Linked DNA regions of Mus musculus: regions 1, 2 and 4 are each linked to region 3. A link is a contact called in public HiChIP or PLAC-seq and promoter capture Hi-C data. All regions are on one chromosome and are shown on one strand. The core of a region is the stretch at or near the end of the contact, and the rest is flanking DNA. Distances in the headings are between cores, read along the strand shown.

The links. HiChIP or PLAC-seq counts read pairs in DNA pulled down with a chosen protein or histone mark. Capture Hi-C pulls out chosen DNA fragments and counts their contacts.
Region 1: a promoter capture Hi-C map of liver shows a contact between it and region 3, with 2.5 times the contacts expected there. The contact joins the promoter of Ggn here to the promoter of Plekhg2 in region 3. A contact is called at or near these places in 1 of 39 promoter capture datasets (liver), 3 of 484 Hi-C or Micro-C datasets (cardiomyocytes, myocytes and nephron progenitors), 4 of 115 datasets of contacts at active chromatin or transcription factors (bone marrow-derived macrophages, memory CD8 T cells, pro-B cells and 1 more) and 2 of 9 other capture datasets (adipose tissue and liver).
Region 2: an H3K27ac HiChIP or PLAC-seq map of embryonic stem cells shows a contact between it and region 3, with 2.5 times the contacts expected there. The contact joins the promoter of Map3k10 here to the promoter of Plekhg2 in region 3. A contact is called at or near these places in 1 of 39 promoter capture datasets (cranial neural crest) and 2 of 115 datasets of contacts at active chromatin or transcription factors (embryonic stem cells and memory CD8 T cells).
Region 4: an H3K27ac HiChIP or PLAC-seq map of thymic regulatory T cells shows a contact between it and region 3, with 3 times the contacts expected there. The contact joins the enhancer-like site here to the promoter of Plekhg2 in region 3. A contact is called at or near these places in 2 of 39 promoter capture datasets (cranial neural crest and pre-B cells), 3 of 115 datasets of contacts at active chromatin or transcription factors (large pre-B cells, memory CD8 T cells and thymic regulatory T cells) and 1 of 9 other capture datasets (adipose tissue).

Annotation. Positions count from the first base shown.
Region 1 is chr7:29,168,871-29,172,013 of GRCm38.p6, forward strand. Ggn (gametogenetin) reads left to right here and starts at 1,340. Exons shown (of 3, transcript NM_001358852.1): 1 at 1,340-1,571; 2 at 2,308-3,143. The coding sequence starts at 2,327. It also overlaps a transcript of Spred3 not described here.
Region 2 is chr7:27,673,139-27,676,148 of GRCm38.p6, forward strand. Map3k10 (mitogen-activated protein kinase kinase kinase 10) reads right to left here and starts at 1,443. Exons shown (of 10, transcript NM_001290528.1): 1 at 205-1,443. The coding sequence starts at 886. It also overlaps a transcript of Zfp607b not described here.
Region 3 is chr7:28,370,965-28,374,027 of GRCm38.p6, forward strand. It overlaps Plekhg2 (pleckstrin homology domain containing, family G (with RhoGef domain) member 2), which reads right to left and starts at 1,698. Exons shown (of 19, transcript NM_138752.2): 1 at 896-1,698; 2 at 151-281. The coding sequence starts at 259. It overlaps n-TIaat16 (a tRNA gene), which reads left to right and starts at 2,035; the gene lies at 2,035-2,129.
Region 4 is chr7:28,999,139-29,002,429 of GRCm38.p6, forward strand. Map4k1 (mitogen-activated protein kinase kinase kinase kinase 1) reads left to right here. Exons shown (of 32, transcript NM_008279.2): 24 at 635-743; 25 at 826-884; 26 at 1,053-1,156; 27 at 1,797-1,971; 28 at 2,469-2,531; 29 at 2,611-2,700; 30 at 2,782-2,852; 31 at 3,210-3,265. Among named protein-coding and RNA genes, the nearest start is that of Map4k1, 18 kb to the left of the region's middle. Within about 2 kb of position 1,918, at least 157 of the 459 cell types and tissues checked have an H3K27ac peak or open chromatin away from gene starts, as enhancers often do. A contact at or near this core is called in memory CD8 T cells and thymic regulatory T cells, where this site is marked.

The sequences.
Region 1 (3,143 bases), core at 90-2,589, 800 kb after region 3:
CTTATGAGCCCAGGCAACGAGTTCTAGCCCCCTCCCCCACCTGCAGGATGTCGGGTTTCCCCAGCCGTTCAGGAGGGGAAGGGGCGGCCACAGCGCCCCCAGCCCCCTTTTCTCAATGGGATGGGATTTTGTGAATGAGCAGTCACGTGACACTGCTTCCTTTGTCCGCCCGCCTCCCCCAACAACAGGTGAAGCGGGGAAAGAGGGCTGGGGTCCCCCCCAAAGGCCTAGCTGAGATAGGGCACTGAGATCTTGGGGTGTCCTATGCTCCCACACATCTATTTTCCCGGGGAGAGTAGTCATCAGAGTTCCTCAATGGCGAGGGTCCACGACAGAATTTTGTGAATGGGGCATCCTCGGAAGAAGTCCAGGACCCCCAAATGGAGATTGGCACCCCAAATGGCTACCGCGTAGTTTGGTGCCCCCACCCCTCTTGTTCTCCCAGCTTGTGTCCGCAGGGTGCAAGGGTGGGCAGAGGATTACAGATGCGATCCAGGCTGCCCCCTCACCCTGGCAGGCAGTCTCGTCAGCCCCCCGCCCCCTCGCCACTCTGGGCACCTGCCTGGGAGGCTCCGGCCGGGCTCCGAGCGGCGGCGACGCGGCCTCCTCCTCCTCCTCCTCCTCCTCCTCCTCTTCTCTCCCGCTCCCTCACTGGCTCCGGCGGCGCTGGAGACGGGCACCGGGAGCCGGGGCGAGGGGGGAGGGAGGGGGAACCTGGAAGATGTGTGTGGGGGAGGGGGCGGCTTGGGGGAGGGGTAGAAGCAAGGCAGGCGTACATGCCCGCTGGGTCCTAGAGCCCGGCTAGGGCTACAACGAACATCTATAGCCCCCATTTTCTCGGGACCCAGAAGGGAATCCCCACTTTTCCACTTATCTGAACGGTTGGTCCCTGATGATATGAGAAGGGAACAGAAATAGACCCTGGTCCCAAGGTTCTAGAGAGAAGGTGGTCCACGGTCAGGGCTCTGAATGGGAGGGGCGGGATGCCTGGCAGGGTTCGAAAAGGGGAGGGGCCTGGGAGCCTGAGTAAGGAAGGAGGTTTGGACGCTGAAGGAACTGAGAGGGTGCGTCACGGAAGGGGCGGGCGGGTGGACCTTCTGAGCCATCCCAGGAAAGACAGGGTCTTAGAAAGAGATGCTGCCTGGACTTAGCAAGGCGGAGCTTGGACATAAATTTCCTTAGTGACAGGTCAAATAAGAGGCTCAAAAGGAGGAGCTATGTAGCAAGTGTTTGCCATGGGTGGGGGTCCGGGGAGGGGCTTAAGAGAGAGGGGTGTGGCATTATAAAGGGGTGGGGCTTAATGAGAAGGGGCCTGCCTACCCACTATGAAGAGTTTTCTGTATTTTTCTAAGGGTGATCCAGGTTTGAAGGGCTGCACTCAAGCTGGCTTGCAGGGGGCAGGGCCTCGAGCTCGGGGCGGGGCCTAGATCTCGGGGGTCGTCCTCGCTGTCTCGCCCACTTGCCTTCACCCGCACACCCGTTCTTTTCGGTTATTTTCTGCTACGGCCGTTCCCCGCCCTGCCTTGGGCCCACGGGGCAGTGATCTGATCTTTGGTCGGCTGGAGGAGTCGGTGAGTTGGGTCCACTTAAGAGGCGGAGCTGGGCGGAGCTTTAGGAAAGGGGTGGAGCCTAAGTTAAGATCTGTCACAAACGCCAAGCGGGAAAAGTTTAAGAGGCTTGAGGATTTGTTGCTGGCTAGGAAGAGGGAGGGATCCAAATGATCGACACAGAGAGACGGTGGGTGATCGGAGGGTTAGGACTGAAGGACTAGGGAACTAATTAGATCACAGTCCCAGGTATTTGTTAGGCAGAGACGGACCTGATCCGGGGCGGTGAGGGGCGAGGATATGGCCGGATTCTTGACAATCAGGAGCGACTAGAGAATGGGGCGGGGCCTGGTTAGACTAGTGTTGAAAGAGAAGCGTGAATTCATTGTTGGCTATTGGGCATAACCATCATTACCCATGTGGTTTGAAACTTTCAACAGAGAGGCTGGCGAGACTGACTCCTGGAGCCTGGAGATCCCGGGAGTGGCAAAAGTGTTAGGGATGTGATCCAAGGGATCAGGGTTGGCGCCTTTGTACACTAAGAAGTTAGGTTCGAAGAGTAAGAACTGCAGCCTTGAGACCATGGGGAAGGGGGCGTGACCATGGCGAATCGGAGAACTGAAGACTTAAGAGCCGGGGGCTGAGATAATATTGGAGGACAGGGCAGACCAATGCAGACAGGGGCAGTCCAAGAACAGCCTGAGCCGTGGAGTCCCCGCAGAACCCGCCGACTGACTGGTGAAAGTTTTTTTAACCACAGTCCCCGACCTTCTTCAAAAATGGGGAACGTGCAGTCGGAGCCGTCCGCGGGCGGGGGTTCCCGAAAAGAGCAGGCCTCAGACCGCGCCTCCGACTCCCGCAGGACGCCTCTAGTGGAGCCCGAGGTGACCCCCTCATCCCCTGCCATGCGCCTGGCTCGAGGGCTGGGCGTCTGGTTCCCTGGCAGTTCCGGGCCCCCGGGACTCCTGATACCCCCGGAGCCCCAGGCCTCATCCTCGCCCCTGCCCCTGACCTTAGAACTGCCCTCGCCAGTGACACCCCCTCCAGAGGAGGCGGCTGCGGTCTCCACACCACCCCCGCCCCCCGTGGGGACCCTGCTGCCTGCGCCATCTAAGTGGCGAAAACCCACGGGCACTTCAGTGCCTCGGATCCGCGGTCTTCTGGAGGCGAGCCATCGTGGTCAGGGTGACCCTCCAAGCCTCCGCCCGCTGCCACCGCTGCCCCGGCAACTGACCGAAAAAGACCCGGTCCTGAGGGCCCCAGCCCCACCTCCGACGCCCCTGGAACCTCGGAAACAACTACCGCCAGCACCATCAACTTGCGATCCGCAGCCCCTGAGCCGCAGAATCACTCTGGCCTCGTCGGCCACAAGCCCCACAGAAAGTCAGGTCAGACACAGCAGCGAGGGTCAGGCGGCCGGGGGAGCCCACGGAGGGGTACCTCCCCAAGCTGGAGAGGGCGAAATGGCTCGGTCTGCTACTTCCGAGTCTGGCCTGAGTCTGCTGTGTAAAGTCACCTTCAAGTCGGGGCCCCATTTGTCCCCCACATCGGCCTCGGGTCCCTTAGCAGCCAAAGCCTCACCCGGGGCCGGTGGTG
Region 2 (3,010 bases), core at 193-2,692, 700 kb before region 3:
GCCATGGATACACCATCATTGACCTACTGAATGAAAGAGACCTTTCTGAGCTTCCCTTTTCTTATTAATACAACCAAAGTCCCCCTTCACCTGGCCCTGCTTGCCCCATGCAGTGCCATCTGCTGTCCATTGCCCTTTCCAACGATCTGGGCTTGGCCTCATAAGATTCAGCGGAAGAGTTTTGGGAGAGAGGATACCACTTACTGTTGATGGACTTGAGGTCCCGGTGAATGATGGGCACAGGGGCATCATTGTGTAGATAGTTCATGCCCCGAGCCACCTGCACAGCCCAGTTGACCAGCACATGAGGGGGGACCCGGCGACCTGCCAGTACCCTGCTCAATGCACCTCCCCGAGCATATTCCATCACCAGGCAGAGGTTTGGGGGGCTGAGGCAGGCGCCCCTCAGGGCAATGATGTTGGGGTGCTGCAGGGCTCCAAAGAGCCGGGCCTCCTGGCGGACCTGCTCCGCTGTCACTGCCGGGTCCCGTTCAGGGTCCAGCCGAGCGGCCTTGACCGCTACTTCCTCTCCACGCCATACGGCGCGATAGACTTTGCCAAAGCCCCCGACACCGATGATCTCCTCCAGCTGCAGCTCGTGGAAGGGGATCTCCTGTGGCAGCTGGAGGTCTGAGGGTGCGGCGGGTGCAGCGGGGGCCACGTAGTTGCTGGGGAAGACGCCCACACGGCCGCTGGGCAGCTGCCCTGTCCACCAGCCCTCATCTCCAGACACCGCACAGTCCTGGGAAAGCACCTGGACGCGGTCGCCTCTCCGCAGGGTCAGCTCCTCGTCGCCCACCGCCTCGTAGTCGAACACGGCGGTCCACACTGGCCCCGCGGGGGTCGCGCCCCACTCTCTGGCCGCCGCCCCCTCCTCCTCCTCCATGGGGGAGGGGCCGGGGGCTGCGGGAGGCCGCTTCACGCAGGCTGCCCGCGGAATGCTGAGCGCGGGGCCGGGAGGCCGGGATGGGAGACAGTCCCTGCGGACCCCGGGGGGCTCCTGGGGACCATAGCTGGGGGAGGGGCCTCCGCTGGAGCGAAGGAATTAAAAAGAAAAAAAACCCCAAAAACCTAAAAAACACCTTTTTCAAACGATAGGACCGATCCCTCGGATTTGGCTGTGCAGGAGAGGCGTTAGGTTCACCTGTCCCCAACGATGTCAGGGCGCAGGGAGGGCCGGGTCGAGCGGGGCCCGCCGGCGGAGGCCGAGGCCGAGGGCAGCAAGCGGCCGCCCCTCCCCGCGCCTCTCACCCCGCGCAGCTCCACCGGCGGCCCCCGGCTCCGCATCCTCAGCCACGACCGCAGGGCCGGGCAGGGATGGCGGCGCCCCGGGGGCGGCCGCCCCGGGATGGGGTGGCGCGCCCCTCGGCCTCCTCACGCGAGGAACGCGTGGGCGGCCCCCATCCTCCTCAGCCGGCTCCTGGTCGGCCCCCTAAGTCCCTCTCCCCGCCGGGGCTCTTGGCGGTGTCCAGTGACGTGTTTATGCTGCCGCCGCGATGCCGCCTGGGAGTTGTAGTCCCAAGCTGCGAGGCCTTGGGTTCGTCCCAGGCTACATGAGCCCTGGTCCTTAGGCCCTATCTCCTATCAGGGCGAATGAACCAACGCTTTCTACAAGCCCTGCAGGAGACCCGTTCATGTTGGAGTTCACGGTAACTGACTCATTTAGCCAAGGGAAACATAGGAGCTGAATGAATGGAGATTACGGACCGATACTCCTAAAGCGGTTCGGACAAGGTTCGCAGGATAGTCTCTAGGGTCCCTGGCTGGAAGTGCATGCTGGGAAATGTAGTTCGTTCGTGGACCATTGCGCTCCTTGAACCACCTGCTTCAGAGAGCAATGGGTGACTGGAGCAAGTTAACGCACAGACTTGTGCTGCCTCTTTGGGCAGGAGCAGGCTGGAGGGCGAAGTGTACTGTCTCGAAGATTTCATAGCCAGATTTGCTTGCCTCACCAGCTATGGGATCACTGGCATCTGCAGTAAGAACTTGTCTATACTCTTCTGCCTCCTATAATGAGCTTCAGTTTGGAGAGAGGGGGCTGAAAGGAGGGGTTTCCGGGGGTGGGGGCTTTGCTCAGATGATGTCATTAAATCTTCACGAAGAGCCTCATTTACAGGTGACTCAGAGAAACAAACTCACTTTGTTCAAGATTGCTAAATTATAAATGGCAAAGCAAGAGTCAAGGGCAGTTTAAAAGAAATTGAAAAATTGAAAAACAAACACTGTCAGTGATCGTATTTTTAAATTGTGTGTGTGTGTGTGTGCGCGCGCGCGTGCGTGCGTGCACGCACCCAAAGAGGGCGTTGGATCTCCTGGAAACTTCAGTCACAGGCGGTTGTGAGCCACCCCATGTGGGTGCTGGGGACCCAAATTCAGGTTCTCCGCAAAAGCAGCATATGCCCTTTAGAGCTGACCCATCTTTGCCCCCTACGGTAACTAAGATTCTGGTTGAGTTTATTTGTGGGACAGGCAAAGAACTGACTGAGAGGGACAAAGGTGTGCGTGTGTGGAGCTTTATTGAGGCAAGCTGACAATCGCTGAGTTGGGAGTCGTTACAAGGGCTCTGTGTTTAGCATTTTATAAGACTTATGGGTCCTCTCATCTTAACATTTTGCCTAGGCATTTGTCCTTCTAACCTTTCTCTAAGGAAGGAAACAACCCTGGCAGGAAGGCCGTTTCTCTACCTGCCTATATATTTTTCTAACTTATCCTCAGCACCATGTTTTTAGAATGCTGCCTTTCTATGTATAGAATGCAGAAGGTGAGTCCTGTATAACGTCAGTGGCTTGTCCAAGAACTATAAACGTCAGGGGGTAGAATCCTGGGTCTTTCCAGTTTGGTGATCCTAAATGGCTTGAGACTCTGGATAGAGGAAGGAAGAGAAGAATTTTAAGAACTCTCATAGCCAGATTCTGAGACACTGATGCTAAAAGATCACAGGAAGTGATACTACTCCTGTAGCTGACTAACAAGTCTCCTGTTGTCTGCTTAGGGAAACTAGGGGTCTATC
Region 3 (3,063 bases), core at 448-2,947:
CTCCTGAATTCTCAGCTTAGCAGTCTCCTCCGTGGTGACAGGGCTGGGCTATGTTGGCCATGCTCAGCACTAGGCCAGCTATAGAGGGATGCTCATTGTCCTGAAGGAAGGGACAAATGCCCACAGGCTCCACCTGTCTGGGCTGCTCACCTGTTGGAGTGTCACTCACTGCTGCGCAGTCGCAAACTTCACCTTGGTGGCCACACCCGAGCCTAAGGCTGGGTTTGGGCAGGCTCAATCCCCGGGCTCCCTCGGGCATGATTGAGTGGCACAACTCCGACCTACAGAAGAGACCCACTTCTTGGGAACTAGACTTCACCGGTCTCTCGGCCGCTCCTACTCACAGATAGGGTGCTGGAAGCTGATCTAAACTCAAGGAGGGGCCCCAAGAAGATACAAAGTGACAGGAAGAAGGGGCTGAGAATACAAGCCAAAGATGGAAAAAGGTTGAGACAAAGAACGAAGACAGCAAAAGTGCCTGAGTCTGCAAGTCCCATCTGTCTGGGGGCCCCCCTCCCAAGGCTCAGGGATCCTGGGAACTCTCAGGCTCAGGCTGAAGCTGAGGGCGAGGGGCAGGGCTGGGAAAAACCGTGGGCGGGAGAGGCCGCGGGGTCCCAGGGGAGGGCGGAGGCTGGGGGACCGGATGCCAGGGTCCTACAGACTGTTCCTTACCCCGCCCAAGACGGCGTACTGGGGCGCTGGCCCCGAGTCCTCCACCCAGCTCCAGTCGGTCCCTCGGCGCCCCAACCGCGGTCCCCACCGTTGGATTCTCCCCTGTGCAGTTGCAGCCCCCAACTCCAGCCGGCGCCTCCGCTACCCCCCGCCGGCACGCCCCCTCATTGTTCCGCTTCGGCGCCGCCCCCTCCCCCAGCCCCGGGCCCCTCGCTCCCCTCACCTCCCGGGGAGCCACGGGCCTTGGGGTCGGGAGTCCCGCGCGTCTGGACCGTAACGCGCGATCCCTGGGGAGGCTCACAACCCAGACTTAAGGTCGTGAACTTGGGGTTCTCGGACTCCAGAATCCGGGGAGAGTTGGGATCCGGAGTCCGAAGTCTCGGTGTTCTAAATAGAAGATGCTGCAACCCTCTACTCGAGTCTCAGACCAGGGCGCTGGGGACCCAAACTCCTCAGTCTTCTAGGTAGGGCTGTGTGTTGTCGGGAGCACCGGGATTCCAGAGTTTCCAGAACCCGAGGGGCAGGAGTGAAGTCACCTCCGGGAGGGACCGCAAGGACTGGCTAACTCCTCGGTCTCCTGGAGGTGATGGATGCTGCAGCCCTAAGTCGAGGCGCGAGGTCCTGTCCCCAAGTGGCTCCAGGAGGGGGTCTTGGACTCAGAGTTGGGACCCCGTGGGAAGGATGCACGGCCACAGATCCTACGGTCTTCGAAGCCGGGTACGGGACGGGCCTCCAGCCTCGGGGCTGACTTCCCGAGCCCCGGGCTCCTCCAGGAGGGGGCGCTGGACATCAGAGGTCCCGGCCCCTCTGCGGGAGCCGGGACTTGCGGGTCTCTTAAAACGCGGGACAGAGTTCCCGGACGCCTGGGCCCAAGACTATGAACGCCTCGGGCTCCGGGATGAGTGTCCTGGGGCTCTGGGGGCAGCGGCAACGCCGCATCTGGGGCGGGGAGAGTCGGGTCCCAGATGTGGGGCGGGGGGCGGCCGCCCAAGGCTTCTCCTCCCCTTTGCCGCCGCCGCGGCTCACATCCTGTTCCCGCCTGCTGGGGGGAGGGGCCGCCTTCCGGCACGCCCTCCCGTAAAGGCTTTTAAAATCCCCGCCCCCTACTCTGAATAATTGCAAGCAAGCGGTTCCAACGGCGAGTCACCGCCCACATTCCAAGAGCCTAGAGCCGGGAGGACTTTTTACCTTTTACAGCAAGGGCCCAGGAGGCGTGAGAATCTGGAATAGTCTCACACTCTTGTTCTTATTGGTCGATCGGCGGGCTTTATATTTGCATATGCAATGTTGGGCCGAGCCGTTCAACAAAGTCCTGCGACTACAACTGACTGAAGGACTTTGTGGCGCGAGGGTGCGGCCGGAGCTCCAGTGGCGCAATCGGTTAGCGCGCGGTACTTATATGTCAGTGCTAGGCGTAAGCGATGCCGAGGTTGTGAGTTCGATCCTCACCTGGAGCACTTCTTTTTTTAACTCATCTACCTCTTTTCTGGTGTTCTCTCATCAGTTTAGAAGTCTTCACATTTTATAATTTCAATCAAATGTTTTGGCTTGTTTGAGACAGGGTCTCACCATGTAACTCTCTGGCTGGTCTGGAAGTCATTATGTAGACCGGGCTGGCCTCGAACTCACAGAGAGCGCCTGCCACTGCCTCTGCCTCTGCCTCTGCCTCCCTAGTACTGGTATTAAAGACGTGCGTCACTGTACCCGGAAACTACAGAATTTTTGAAGAATGAACATTTCTTTGTGAATTTTTTGCAATGGTCTGTGGAACAGTCCCAAAGTTGCAGTTTCTATTCTGGTCGCCAGAGGGCAATAACGTCTCTTATTAGATGGCCTGGGCGTCAGATAAAATCCAAATCTCAGATCCCAGGGATGGATGGATGCTTACAACACACTCTTTATGGATATTTGTCTTCTACAGGTTTCTGAACAGATTTTTTTTTTTTTTTTTTTTTTTTTTACTGACCACTCACTAGGAACTGTATCCTCTGTCTCTGAGGACTTGACTTTTTACTAAGGAGACTGAGTACTGAAAGTCTACGAATTAAGTACTTTTTTTTAAAATTTGACTTTCCCTATGTTACCCAGACTGGCCTAAACTCCTGGCTCCCTCACCATCTGGGAGTGTAACTGTATCGTTAGATTAGCTACTGATAAGTATGGATAAGTAGGGTGGGATGCAGATTATCATAGCTGTCATGGATGGACTGTTTTTATTTTATGTGTATGGGTGTTTGGCCTGCAAGTGTGTCTGTGTACCATGTTCATGCTTGGTGTCCAAAGAGACTGGAGGAGGGCGGCAGATCCCCTGGAACTGCAGTTTCAGAGGGTTATGGTGCAGGGAATCAAACCAGGTGCTCTGTCAGAGCCGCCAGTGTTCTTAACTGCTGA
Region 4 (3,291 bases), core at 668-3,167, 630 kb after region 3:
ATCTTTTTTTTCACCCAAGCCAGGGTTTCTCTGTGTAGCCCTGGCTGTCCTGGAACTCATGTAGACCAGGCTGGCCTCAACCTCACAGAGAACTGCTCATCATCATCTCCCCTCCTTTTTTTTTTTTTTTTGAGACTGTCTATCCCTGGCTAGCCTCAAACTTAGAGTGACTCACTTGCTTCAGCCTCCCAAGTTCTGAGACTATGAGCAGGTGCCACCAATCCTGGCTTAGGTAGGTTTTTCTGTTAAACTTTGAAATATGTGCCAGGTGTAGAGTCAGGAGGATGGGAGTTCAAGACCAGCCTCAGCTCCATGGGGAGTTAGAGGTCAGCCTGGACCTGAGACACAAGCACCAAAAAAATAAACTTCAGGTGCAACCTCATGGGCTGGGTAAACCTCACTCCTGTTGCCGGTGCAGCAGCGTTATGAGGGCAGGCGACCTATTCTGCTCTGTTTTCCTAAGCAGATCACGGTGATGCCTGGACCACACTGGTCCTTTCAAGTCTCAAGACTGGGAACTGTGTGACTGGAAAGTGGGGTTTGCATGTTGGGAAGTTTCAGCGGGCTGGGAGACAAAGAGATGGCAAGGGTCCTCTAACTGCTTGACACTCCCGCTCTCATACACACACTGCAGGGAAGACACCCTACCTGTATTCTCATAGCATCCTGGGCCTGCTTGAAAGGAAAGACGGCAGAACGGGAAGCCCCATTGCTCACATTAGCCCTCACCGGTTACTGGCAAGGTAGGAGCCCCACAGGGCGCCATTGGCTTCCCTGCCCCCAGTGCGCCCGCGCAGCCCCTCACTCCTCTTCCTCCTCCTCCAGAAAGAACATGGTCTCCAGTAAGATCCAGGACACCAAAGGCTGCCGGGCTTGCTGTGTGGGTGAGAGCCAGCTTCCCTCCGGGTGCAGAGTGATGGGGCGGGCTGGTGCCTGGCCAGTGTCTACTCAATAAGGTTGAGGCATGGTGTCCAGGACCCTTGGAGAGATACTGGGGGATCCTAGAGGGAGACAGGGACCCTGACCTGACCCATTCTTGTCCACTTCCACAGCTGAGAGTGCTAGCTCTGGGGGCCCATTCTTATGTGGGGCATTGGAGACGTCTGTGGTTTTGCTCCAGTGGTACCAACCAATGAACAAATTCTTGCTTGTCCGGGTAAGTCTGTAGAGCGAGGGTGCTCCATCCACCATTAGCGCTTATATAAAGAATGGGATGCCCCCCCCCCCCCCCAGCCGCCAGTCCATGTCGTTGCTCCCTTCCCATCCTGAGGCATTTTGAAAATTTCCCGAGAGTCTGAAGAGATGGCTCAGCGATTAAGAGAGTACTGGCTGCTCTTCCAAAGGACCCACGTTCAGTTCCCAGCACCCACATGGCAGCTCACAACGGTCTGAAACTCCAGTTGCAGGGGACTCAACAGCCTCACACAGACATACATGCAGGCAAAACACCAAGCGCATAAAATAAAAATAAGTAAATCGTTAAAAAGAAAACCACTTCCTGATATTTAAGCCCCGTCCCTCACATCTGAACAACTTAATTATTCTTCAGTCTCTAAGGGTCTGTCCCTTTGAGTCTAAAGTGGTTTTGTTGGCCTGGTGTGTGTGTGTAGGGGGTGTTCCTGCTTTTCCGTCACCAGGTTGACACGCCTCCAGACAAAGCCACATTTACTCTAGAAGCACACTTTGCTTCTTTCTAAAGAAGCCTGAAAATCTCCGAGGGACTCCCCACCTAGTCCCCCACCCCACCCCCGGTCTCAGAGCCTCCCTGAATCGCTCTTCCCCGCGCGGGCCTGCAGCAGGTGCTGTTCCCGCTGCCCACGCCGCTGCCGGTGTTCACGCTGCTGACAACGCCGGGCTCCGAGCTGCCAGCTGTGTGCATCGGCGTGAGCCCGGGGCAGGCGGCAAAGTCGGTGCTCTTCCACACCGTGCGCTTCGGTGCGCTGTCCTGCTGGCTGGACGACTCCAGCACGGGTGAGTGGGCCTTGCCCCTAAGAGGCAAGGATGCTAGGAAGGGAGACGCTGCCGGGGAAGGAGGGGCTGTAGGGAAAAGGCAGTCCTGGAAAGGTAGTGCTTCAGGAAAGAGGACAATAGGGAAAAGTTGCAGACCAAGGCGGGGCTGCAGGGCGGGGTTCAGGCTGCAGGGAAGGGGCGGGGCCTAGGGAAGAGGGCGGAGCTTCAGAAAAGGGGCATGGTTTCTGGAAAGGATGTGGCTTGTGAGAAGGGGCCAATCAAGGATGGGACTACAGGTTAGGGCACCAGGGAAGGGGAAGGGCAGAATGGTTGGGCAGGGCTATGCCCGAACCCGATACCGAGAAAGAGATGGAACAGGGTGTGTGGTCTTCCTTGACTGGTCATAACAGGGTGGAGCGCACGTGGCAGGGTGGAGCGCACGTGGCAGGCAGGGACCTGAGGGGTGCTAGCTGAACAGAGCTAGGCAGTTAGTTCTTAAGCCCCTGCCTCTCGCGCAGAGCACAAGGGACCAGTGCAGGTGATCCAAGTAAAGGAAGACATGGTGATGGTGTTGATGGATGGTAAGAGCCTTCCTCCCTTCCCTTTCCGGTCCTCAGCCCAGGACGTTGTGCTCAAAGCCTTCCTTCCACTTCCCTTCAGGCTCTCTAAAGCTAGTGACCCCAGAGGGGGCACCAGCTCCTGGGCTCCGCACCCCTGAGATCCCCATGACAGAAGCGGTCGAGGCTGTGGGTATGTGTTAGTTGGGAGGGTCCAGGGTCAAGAGTGGGAGCTCTGTGACCTCCAGGTCACAGGGAACTGCTTCCTCTCTAGCTATGGTTGAAGATCGACTCGAGGCCTTCTGGAAGCATGGAGTTCAGGTGTGGGCTCCAGGCTTGAAACAGGTAGGCTCCTTCAGTTCACACCACTCCCTTGCCCTCATCCTCAACCTTCACATCCTTTAAATGGGCTTGGAGAAGCCCTGGGTCAGGACAGGGACTCGTGTAGGGAAGCTTCAGGGCACACATCGTACCGGCTCCCTGGTTCCTGACTTACCCACCCTTCACAGTTGCCTATCCGATAGGGCGCGGCGACTTTGCAGGTTAGTAGTCTTGGACACAGAGCAGTTAAGTCACATGTTTGTCAAAGTCACACAGCTTCATGAGTGGGTCTGGGGTTAGACTTACCCTGAGGAAGCCGTGTCTGTAGGGAGAGGGAAGGCCCTACTTCTCCGCACACACACAGACACACTTTCTCTACAGCCGCTGCAGGAGCTGAGAGACCCCACCCTCACCTTCCGTCTGCTCTGCTCCCCCAGGTATGGTGGTGGAGGGACGAATGGGG